Linked DNA regions of Mus musculus: region 1 is linked to region 2. The links are chromatin contacts, called in public promoter capture Hi-C maps. All regions are on one chromosome and are shown on one strand. The core of a region is the stretch at or near the end of the contact, and the rest is flanking DNA. Distances in the headings are between cores, read along the strand shown. Region 1 holds the start of Nln (neurolysin (metallopeptidase M3 family)). Region 2 holds the start of Ccdc125 (coiled-coil domain containing 125).

What was found. Promoter capture Hi-C pulls out the DNA fragments that hold promoters and counts their contacts.
Region 1: a contact with region 2 is called in a promoter capture Hi-C map of cranial neural crest. The contact joins the promoter of Nln here to the promoter of Ccdc125 in region 2.

Annotation. Positions count from the first base shown.
Region 1 is chr13:104,107,695-104,113,725 of GRCm38.p6, reverse strand. It overlaps Nln (neurolysin (metallopeptidase M3 family)), which reads left to right and starts at 4,112. Exons shown (of 13, transcript NM_029447.2): 1 at 4,112-4,310. The coding sequence starts at 4,270. Sgtb (small glutamine-rich tetratricopeptide repeat (TPR)-containing, beta) reads right to left here and starts at 3,985. Exons shown (of 11, transcript NM_144838.2): 1 at 3,757-3,985; 2 at 2,537-2,656. The coding sequence starts at 2,636.
Region 2 is chr13:100,666,222-100,671,884 of GRCm38.p6, reverse strand. Ccdc125 (coiled-coil domain containing 125) reads right to left here and starts at 2,404. Exons shown (of 12, transcript NM_183115.5): 1 at 2,034-2,404. Ak6 (adenylate kinase 6) reads right to left here. Exons shown (of 5, transcript NM_027592.3): 5 at 5,470-5,663.

The sequences.
Region 1 (6,031 bases), core at 2,863-5,362, 3.4 Mb before region 2:
CAGTAGAGAGATTTCTCTGAGAAGGGAATACAGCTAGTCCACCTATGGCAACAGGCAGGCAGCTAGGCAAAGCATGTGGGTACTGACAGCGAGGGATATGCAGAGTATAGAAGCAGGTAGATGTTGTTTTATTATTATTTATTCTTTTTTTTTATGGTGAAGGAAGCATATAAGGGTAAAGGCTGAAAAGGAAGTCTGGGGATTCAGAAGATGAAAGAACATATTAAAATGACACGTAGGGCAGTAAGGGATGAATGAATGAATGAATGAATGAATGAGTAACAAATACTCTGATCACCCAGCAGCATTAAAGGTCTGCTTGAGGTACACAGTCATGAATGGATATAGCCAGTCATCAAAGTTGTACATTTCGCTCCATTAATTTATCGTCAGGCGGATATAGACACTGAGTCGGTAGAGAGTTAAAATTAAATAAGGTTCAGTTATTTCAAGACAGGAGAAATAATACAAGAAAATATCATAACTATGCACCACAGAATTTAAGACACGTAAGAAAGAGGTAGGGGAAAGTATGGGATCAGCAGACTGGAGAGGTTGGTCAAAGAATTGTTGGGGTACGACGGATCGCGGAGGAAGGGTGCTAGAAACGCAGGCAGTAGGAGCCAGGAGGAAAGTGCTGAGAGCAGAGATGGCCAGTGGAATACAACTGGGGATGATACAGTCTAGGAAAAGGTTTCTAACTCTCATCACCCTGACACTTTAGATCAGATAACTCCTTGTTCTCAAGAGCTGTCTGGTGCACTGTCAAGTGTTTAGCATCATCTACGGCTTCTACCCATGAGAAGCCATAATACCAGCCTCTCCAAAGGTGGTGACATGCAAACATGTCTCCGGACTTTACAGGACTCCCCTGAATTCAGAAACACTGATCTGCTGTACAACCAAGCGGTTGAGATCAGAGGAGCAGAAAAACCCAAGAGGCCAGTGGAAGAGAAAGACAAGAATTTTCCGGGAGTTTGTCGGGATTGGAAGGAGTTACTGACGACTGAAGTAATGCTTTCTAGCGTGACTGACGAGAGTGACTGACAGGATGCTGAAACCACAACAAACAGAGAGGACGTCAGAGAGGACAACAATCAGGACTCTGGGGACAAACAGCAAAGCTGGTAGAACGGGGCTCCGCACAGTGGGAAAGCTGCTGCTCCAACAACCCATCCTTCCCTAAGGCTTTTTTAAATGTCTAGAAGGTGGGCAGACAACTCCACATGATTTCATGTTCAATTAAATTAGACTCACAGAGTCAAAAATAGGGGTCAGTCACAAACAATTGGCACCATTTCTGACTTCATATATAACAAACAGCTGAAGGCACATATTTTTGGCTGAATGCCACTCTAAAAATAGGACATAACATCTTGGTTTTTAAAATACTCTCGATTTTCTTTCTTCTTCATAAAAAAAACATCATACTGCCTTAGACGAGAAGAGAAATATCTTTTTTTAATTATGTGATTGCCTTCCTCTGTTGCTACAGAGCAACTGCAATCAAGACTTTCCTTTGATAGCCAAACTACCTTTATCTTTCCCGAGGTCTGATGATCAGAGAGGACAAAGACCTTAATATTAAATGGGCGAATTTGCAATGTCCTCCCACTGTGCCTCACCCCCTCCTCTCATTGTCGCCTGGAAAGACATCATCTCACCAGAGGAACAAATACCCAACTTTGATGTACATCTAACTTAAAGCATGTCGACAAAGGAAGTATACAGAATTAATAGATGATCCCCTCTATAGGAGAGGCAGCTCGGAGAAGGGAATTCCAACCTGCCTGCTATTTATTAAGCTCTCCCCAGTGTGCTCCCATTGTGATAATTAAGTCTGCAGACCACAAGGAAGCTAGGCTCACTGAACTTTCACCAGCCTGTCTATATCGTTTTGCCTTCTTATGGCTATACCGAGTTAAAATTTTATAATGCATAAACATGAAGTGATGGCGTCAAGGAAATGCCATGGTGCTCCTCCAGTCCTGCTTAGCTTTACTGAATCCAAGATTTAAAGCTCACGGAAAACAAGGGCGAAATTCTCTCATCCTCCAAAGCACCGTTTGCTAGAGTTCGGTAACAGTACTAATTAATTACTGAGTTGTTTTGTTTTTAACACGGTGCTATTGCCATGACTAAGGTATTTTCGTATGTTCAGAATGAGATTCTTTGCTATTAGGAAAATAGGGGGAAATCTTTGAAGTATAGATTTGAATGTAAACATCAGCTTTGTTACATGGTAGCCGTTCTGCTGCTTAAACAATCTAATTTCCTAGTCTGTTCATTGGGGATAATGTTCCCATGATGAAAAACTTCCCTAAAATATGAATGACATACTTCTGACAGTAATTTTTCAGTAGACAAATAGTCCTATTTCCTATTAGTTAAAACAAACCTCAAAAAATGGAAATAACATATCTAGTTAAGCCTCTCAACAAAATATTCTGATTTTGTTATTAAAAACCATAAGCTTTGGATTGTAGCTATTTTAGTATTTCTTTACAAAATTAGGACACAAACAATAGGTGCCTACCTTCCAAACTTTCTTGTTCATCAGAAGTATATGCATCCATCTGACTTTGTTCCCGCAAGAAACGAATAACTGCATAAACTAGGGGCTTCACAGATGACATTTTAGACGCTTAAATATCTCCTTGATTAAAAAAGAAGAAGAAAATAACAAGGGTCATCCACCAAGTTCAAAGCAATAAAAGCAAAAATATTCATTACCTTGATTACTTTTCTCTCTTTAAAGGGTCCAGAAAGCACAAGTGGTTATAGTCATGTATTCCACATGCTCATTCAGACCCAGCACTATTCAACTATGTTAAAGCTTGCATCAGTAAAAAAATAAAAATAACAAAGACAGATTTTCAAAACATGTGTAGCAACGCCTAGAGCTCACCGTGTCTTAACAGCATATATGATACAGATACAAGAAAGTATAGGAGTGCAGACATATGGAGAATCACCCTTGAAAGGCCTCGCTTCTAAGTTGAGGGAGATCTCGTACTGCTGACTCAGAATGTGAGCCATAGTGAGAGCATCTTCCTTTATTCCAAGAGATTTTTTTTAATGTATTAATCATTTATACTCTACTACTTTTGTAGGTTAAGAGTCACTTGCTGACGACAAGGCTCTGTGGAAAGGTTATTCAACCATTGAGTGTTATTGTTAAAACCCGGCGTTTCTATTTAATCAGTACACTGGTCAGAAATCACCGTCTAACCCGATAGATAGTACAAACCGATCTGCCCCTGCCTGCAGTAGCTGTGCTCTCGTGGACAAGCTGGAAGCTCCTGGCCGCGTTCATTCACATGGAATACTATGCATCCAAACAGTGGCGCAGGGCCAGGTGGCATTAATGGCTTATTTCCACTAAATCGTATCAGCAATCTGCTCCCCGGGATCCCTAATTCACAGCCAGGGTGTGGTACCCGCTTCTAGGATGTTTATTAGCTTTGTACTTCTTTTAAAGGCGAATCTACTCCCTAGGCCAGAGAGGTTATTTCACTCTCTGACTAAGGACCCGGGGCAGAAGAGGGAAACAGAATGGGGGTGGGGAGAGCTGTCCAACCTCCTCCAAGCTTCCCCTCCTACATCTCCAATCACATCCACCTCCCACCCCCATGGTTCCCTCCCCGTTGTACCCCGGCTTTGCCTCAGCCCAGACAGTGTTTGCAGGGGGTGCGCGGTGCAGGCCTCCATCTGGGGCTGCGGGAGACGCACCCTTTCCAGAGAGAAGCCCCTTACCACGAGAGGACACGAGATGACGGCTGCGGGCCCGGGGGCGTCGGGAAGCGGGTCCGCCTGTCCCCGCGGTCCTCGGGGCTTGAGCGGTGTTCTGGATCGCAGAGGGGGCCACGGCTCCCAAACTTCCCCCGCTCCAATGCTGCCGCCGCCGCCGCCCCCTCAGCCCACCCGGCTGCTCGCAAGGCTCTCGGACGACAGTGCTTGCTGGATCCGCCCCAGGGGCGGAGCAGGGCACGGAGGGGTGGGGTGGAGGCGGGGCAGAGAGAGGGGCGGGGCGATGGACTCGGGGCGGGGACGGAGCCGGATGCGGGGCGGGGCTAGGGGCGGGGCCACGGCGTAGGCGTGGGCCTGCAGCACGTGGGAGGGCGCTGGCTAGCGGCCTCAGTCTCGAGATCTGGTCTGCTCCGCTCTGCCCGCTCTCGGCTTCCGGGCTCGCAGACTCCACCGCCCGCCTCCTGCACCTACCAAGCCGGAGGACCACGCGCCAGCTGCTGCCGGCCTCCCGGCCTGCCCATGATCACCCTGTGCCTTTCGGCTCTGCGAGGCCTCCACAGGTACTCTAGTGGGCGGGTTAACCTTGACCGTGGGCAAGGGTGGGGTCGTCTGTCGACGACAGCCGTGGGGCCTGGTGCAGCCCTACTACACCCACCCAGGATGCCTCTGGGACTGTTCTTTCCCTCTGCCTGCTTGATGGACTCTGTAGGGACACCTGGTGCAGCAACCTGGGGCCACCTTTCCCTTGCCGCTTCCCCCAGGAGGCCGTCCTTTCCCCTTTGTTTGGGATTGCTTCAGCCGCAGTCTGTGAGAATTGTTGGGTTCACAGACCCAACCCAAAATAAATACGGAAGGATAGACCGACGCGCCCTTCAGACCTGCGGACCTGATACAGAGAGTGCCGCAGCTGTGGACTCCAGAAAGCAAGCATTTTCGTACGCACCTCATGCACTTGTTAGCGGTCCAGGCGTTTAATATACACCCGAGACCGCTTTGGTTTTCATACTTATTTCCGTCCTTGCTTTCTAACTTCATTTTTATATCCCTCCTTCCTTAAAACATTCGATCTCTTAACCTGGCAAATTGACTTGGTCCAGAATTGTTGCTTGGACACGGTTTGAATTGCTTCCTAGCGCTCTAACCACACCCCTCTGCAACAGACCAGTAGCAAAATGGTGAGAGAATTAAATTCTTTGCACGGATATGCCGGGTTTTCGGGAACAAAGCCGCCACCACCTCCCATTGCCAAATCTGCCTTACACTGAAATTTCATGTGAAAGTTCAACGGGGAAAAAAGAACTTTGTGGGGTTTGTAGATGTGCACACAACTATTTCAACCATCAGCATTTCTGCTTTTCGTCATTTTCTATTGTGCTTTGCCACTCATCTGCGTGGATCACTGTGTTCCTTAGCCCTTGTGCACCCAGGGGACAATAGTGATTCTTCAGAGTTCACCTGATGACTGTGACCATTATTTGAGCAAGGTTTGTTGTTTTCTGGTCTCCAGGCTGGAAGTGGTAAAGCTGTCAAATGAAGTTCTTTTTTCCATTTAATGGAAAGCAAGAAGAGAGAATAAATTTCCATTATAACGCTGCTAGCTCTCTTTTCTAACTTTTTAATATTAAGACCCCTTTACCTTTAAAAATTGCTGAAAACCTAGGAACATTAATTTTGTTGTTGTCGATTATATCTACCGATAGTTAACCATATACAATTAAAACTGGGACATTCGGGCTGGAGAGATGGCTCAGTGGGTAAGAGCACCCGACTGCTCTTCCGAAGGTCCAGAGTTCAAATCCCAGCAACCACATGGTGGCTCACAACCATCCTTAACGAGATCTGACTCCCTCTTCTGGAGTGTCTGAGGACAGCTACAGTGTACTTACATATAATAATAAATAAATAAATCTTTAAAAAAAAAACTGGGACATTCATAAAGATTAATGTTTATCAAGTAGTAATAAATATATGCGTATTTTTCCATTTATCTTGTCAGTGGATGCTGGAGTGACTTAATACAAAATGGCTTGATTACTACACATACCTGTACATTTAAGCTGTTTCTCCATTTTATTTTGATTTAAGAAGGAAAACCTTACTTCACATTCATATATAGGTAGAAAGAGAAGAATTTTTTTAAGCTTTATTTATTTTATTTATATGAGTATACTGTAGCTGTCTTCAGACACACCAGAAGAGGGCATCAGATCCCGCTACAGATGGTTGTGAACCATCATGTGGTTGCTGGGAATTGAACTCAGGACCTCTGGAAGAGCAGTGA
Region 2 (5,663 bases), core at 1,155-3,654:
TCCTCTCCAAACTGACTGATTCAATCTGGCTTCTCTCAGCTTCTCCCTGATTTGTTCTGCTTGGCCTCAAACTGACTCTGGCAGTTTGCTCTAATCTTCTGGCTTCTTCTCATTCTCAGCTACAGTAATCAAATAAATACGTTGAATTTCACTATTAAGCAGACTTGGTGGTATATATGACAAGGCACTCAAGAGGCTGAAGAAGAATACCAGCTGAGACCAACCTGGGCGACATAGTAAGATCGCATCCCCTCAGGAAAGGGAAGAATTTGTGTACCAGTTTATCTACTTTTTAAGTGAGATTACAACATATAAATTAAAAAAAAAATTTTTTAGAGTATTAAACTTCTGTTTATGTATCAGCATTTTGCAAAGCATATTCCATGGAACATTCCTCCACCCTATTAATATTTCTAGACATAAAAGGGTTCTTTTGATTTTGTTGAGAGATATTTTTCCTAATCCAAGAATACATGACTTGCCCAAATAACACAGATAACCGGTCAGTATAGCCAGGACTAGAAATCATATCCATCCCTGTCTGGTCCTCTGGACACTTGGGGAAGGGCAAGCATGAATAGACTGTCAGCAATATTCCTATTTTTCACTAAAATAACTGAAAAATAGTGACCTGCTGATTGCTAACGCCAAGATTTAGCCCCACCCCCAAAGCCTCTGTAGGAGCTCTGACACTTTAACTTCCCACATCTGCTCTCTGGGACACCAGGGCTTCTCAACCAAGCAACAAAGCAGCTCCTGCCCTTTTGCCAGGAGGGCCACCTCTGTGCCTTCCAAGGCTCCTTCTCTTCTGGCTCCTCCTGGATAGGCTGCCTTCCACTGTTACCACTCTTAAACACACGTTTCCAGCCGGACATTCTGCCTACAATCCTAATACAACTGAAACCAAGTTCGTTTCTTTCCCCACTCCCAATCCGGGTCTCTTCTAGGGTTCTCTATTTTGTCAAATGTGTCATCTATGTTTCAAAAGCATCAAGTAAATTTGGAATCAATTTCCCCCTTTCTCTTTGATCCTCACATGCCTTTAATCCCCAAGTCTTCAAGTCTCACAAATATCTCCCCAAATCATATCCTTTGCACTTGAATTTCCTAGTTGAATTTATGATAACTTCTGGCCTGAACCAACAGAGCCACCCTACACACCGTGCTGAGTCAATACTTTTTAAACAGATCTAAGGATGTCCCTCTCTTACCCTAACACATTCCATGGCTCCAATAAAGGTATGTCTCATTTGCTCACATCTAACAGATTCTCCAAGATATTTGTTGAAGCGAAATGAGAGAGGACACATTCCAAAGGGAAAAACTTAGGCAGCAGGATCTACCCCCACCAGCCTGACAACTTTGCTTTTAGCAAACAAGTTGATCAAACAGCTACCTACTTCCTGTCCTGTCCGGCTTGGTGGGGAAAAAACTAACATAAACCCTCCTTGGTGAACCATGAGCCGCTTCTCTTTGCTGTGGGCTGTATATATTAACTTTTAGCTTTAGAATAATTTTAGATTTACAATAAGTTGCAAAGATTTAGACCTCTATGCCCGTCACTTAAATTCCTCTAAAGTTAGCATCAGGGTACATTTATCAAAAATTGAGACAAAGACACCAGCGCAGGTTAAACTAAACCACACACTTCCGTAGATTTCCTGTTTTTCTCGAGGGCTTTTGTTCGTTCCTTTTTGTTTCAAGATATTGAAACCAGGATATTGCATAGCATTTAGTGCGTTACAGCTTTATGGCTCAAAACTAATAGTTAAATAATAGCAAGAAAAGACAGAAACAGAGTTTTTGAAATCGGTATTCTTCGGTGTCAGACCATTAATGGCTGGCTCTATGTGGGGAAAGGAGCCCTATTGCTAGTCTGACCACCACCTGCAGTTTCCACTCCTGGGCAGCTCGGCTCCATACCCTCCCCACCGCGGGTTCCCGGTGTCCTGGCCTGACGCTGGCACTCTGCGCATCCGTCCCAAGGATCGAACCTTCCGCTGCGCAGCCCGCGCGCCCCTTCAGAGGCTCACCCCACTCCGCCACGCGTCCTCGGGCCACGTGACTGCACGACCACCGCAGGGGACCCGAAAGGATCGCCAGGTCCGGGTGGGCCAGCGGCGCTTCAGCTCTCCTGAGCCCAGTATCCGTGCCTCCGTGCAACCGGATGTTAGCTGCCCTCCTCCAACTTCAGCTCCAAAGCCGGATGGACAAACCGACGGGCAAATAAAAGTCTGAGATTTAGAACAGACTGGGGCAAGGTGAGCGTCAATACATGGAAAATTATGAGTCCCAACCTTGGGACTTCAGGAACCCCCTAAGAGAAAAGTGTGCCGGAGCTGGGGTTCCCGGAGAGGTAGATCTCGGAACACCGGCTTTCGGCATTAGAAAGCCCGGTTAGGAACCCTGAAGGCAGCCTGGGCCAGAGGGAGCGCTGAAGCACAGGCGGAGCGGGAGGCAATGCCTGGAGAGCGACCCCTGCTCCTTTCCTATCACAGGTGCTACCTCGCACTAACCCATCCGCCATACTGGATCAACTTCATGACCTTGTTGAAATGGTTGTGTTCTAATTCTCTGTGCCAATACCCTTAACCGAAGACTTTGTTATTTTCAAACACTTTCCCAGGCTTGAAGATTACTCTGGTAGAAATAGACATCAGATCCTTCTCTGGCACTAATGAACTTCGCAGACTAGAGCCAGTCTAGTCTGTATTGTCCTTAGTTACTTAGACATGAGGAAAATCCGACTTAGAACGGATTTTATCTTGGGAGTCTTTCTCATAAACTTCATGCAATCACCTAGCTACGTGATTCTATACCTGTGTTGAAACTAGTGCACTACTTCCAGGAGTGGCTGTGTGAATTCAAAGCTCATTAAAAAACATGTTTCAGACTGCCGGCATACTAATATATGTTATCACTCATGTGTTTGTGATAGTAAAAATCTGCAAACGTATGTCCACCGGAAAATTGATTAATTAAAACTAATATATCAGGACTCCTGGGCATGGGGGCGGGCGGGTAGGGGGATGGAGAAAAGAAGACACCTGGTGTGAACTGCAAGGTCCATTAACACGTGCACACATGTACTTACATTCGTCTATTCTACAAATACACCGCACACACAAGCAACTCTTTTAACAGATGTGAAGTGTGTCTTTTTTTGAAGTGCTGGTAATCACAGTGAGCTTGTGACGGTTTGTTTGAGAATGGCTCCTATAAGCTTATATTTTTCGAATGCTTAGTCTCTGGTTAGTGGAACTACTAGGTTTGGGACCGATTAGGAGGTGTGACTTTGGTGGAGGGGGTGTGTCACTGAAGGTGGACCAGTCTCTCTCTTCTGCTTGTGGGTCAGGTGTAAGCTCTTAGCTACTGTTCCAGAGCGGTGCTCCCCACGATGATGGCCGTGGACTCACCATCTGAAACTGTAAGCAAACTTCCCAATCAGATGCTTTCTTTTATAAGTTGCCTTGGTCACGGTGTTTTTTCACAGCAGTAGAACAGTGAGTGACTAAGCCAGGTTTTGTACATCTAAACATTTGCCATCACTGAGCCACACCCCGAGACTACATTTAAGTCTCCAAATCTTTTTTTTTGTTTTTTGTTTTTTTTGTTGTTGTTGTTGTTTTCAAGACAGGGTTTCTCTGTGTAGCCCTGGCTGTCCTGGAACTCACTCTGTAAACCAGGCTGGCCTCAAACTCAGAAATCCGCCTGCCTCTGCCTCCCAAGTGCTGGGATTAAAGGTGTGCGCCACCACTGCCCGGCAAAGTCACCAAATCTTAAATCAGATTTTTTTTTTCTTCTTCTGTGACAGGGTTTCTTTATCCTGGCTGTCCTGGGACTTGCTTTGTAAACCAGTCTGGCCTCAAATTGAGAGGCCCATCTGCCTCTGCCTCCCTAGTGCTAGGATTAATGGCATGTGCCACTAATGCTGGGCTATTAAATCTGAATTTTAAGATGGTAAAAATTTATCTAAAATATAATTGAGAGGTTTGTATTTTCTGAGATGATACAATCCTCTCATAAATTAAAATACAGAGTATGTGTGTGCCCATGGAGGCCAGGGGACAACCTTGGAGACTATTCCTCAGGCACCTCACATCTTATTTTTAAGACATAAAATATTTAAAAAAATAAGACACCTTATTTTTAAGACTTCAGCCTGGAATGCATGAAGTAAGTAGGCTAGGCTAGCCCCAGAGCTAGAGAGCCACCTGTTTCCACCTCTTCAGCACTCAGTTAATAAGCAAGTGCCTGCCACCAAACCTATCTTTTTAAAAAGGTGGGTTCTGGGAATGGAAGTCTTGTCTTTGCAAACACTTTACTGATAGCCATTTTCTCAGTCCTATTACTATTTTTATAAAAAGTGTATATACACACATTTTATAGGCACCAAATCTCTGCAATATACCAGAAGCCAGTAACATTGTTTCCTAGAGGGAGGAGGGAGGTGATCTGAGTAAAGAGGTGGGCTAGAAGGCTAGTCTAACATTTATACCAAATTCTGTATACAGAACAAGTATCCAGGGTAGCTCCAGGGACAGATCTGACTAGGAGTGGCAAGGGAATGAAGACAGACAGACGGACGATAGACAGACAAGCGGGCTATGAGGTGGATTGGGCCCTGTGATGGAGAAACCTCAGCACCCTGTAGCTCCCCGTGTTGGGAGCTACTGCACACAGCTGAACTGTGCGGAGTTAGCACAGACAAGAAAGGAGGCAGTGGGTATGATAGGCAACTGGATCAAGGAGACAGATTGACCTAATCTCAGACCAGCCTCTATGCCATAAATACCCAGGGGAGAAAGTTATGGGGACATTTCTGCATGGTCAACATCCACATACACCACAGGAAGGCTTGCCATCCCTCTGAGCCTCAGCGGTGGGGTGGGATGAAGGCTCTCCTAGGGGTCTGAGGCTATGGGGTCCAGAGCGTGGCTCTGCCCATGGCTGGTACCCATGTACTCAGACTCCACTCACTGGGCTCTTCCTCGGCTCCCCACAGCCGCTAGTCCAAAGGGAAAACCCGTAGTGTGTGGTGTCAGCCGTCTTTCTTGACTTCTCTTACTCCTGCAGCCGCGGGCTGAACCCAGAGCTAGCCAATGCCAGCCATTTAGCTAGCCAGCTTGTCCCAGGGACTGTTCTGTCCCCATGCTGGGTTTACAACCCAAACGCTTGTCTTCATGCTTGCGCGGTAAGCACTTTATCCACGGTACCATCTCACCAGCCCTCAAATTATTTAAGCCTACTTCTCATTGTGTGTGTGTGAGAGAGGGAGCGCACATGCCAGCGCGCATGCGTTAGTCGGACGATGAGACCCAGTGGGAGCTGGTTCTCTCGTCCGTCGTGTGTGTGTGGGGTCCGGAACTCAGGTCTCAGCCTTGGTCCGGTGCTCGTGCTTACTCGGCCATCTCAGCAGCCCCACCCCACCCCTCTAATTTTTTCAAAATAAAAGCAATACTGACCATGTATCTTTAATTTTCCATTTTTATCTAAGAGATCACCTACTATTAAAGAGATGTGTATCCATTGACCAGATTTATTATCAATTCAATTTGAAGACAACTTTTAATCTTTAATAAGTTATATTCATATCTGAGATTGTGTAAGGTTTCTCACGGAGAAAAAGAAATCCAGGCAGCAGCTAGAGCTGCGACACAAGC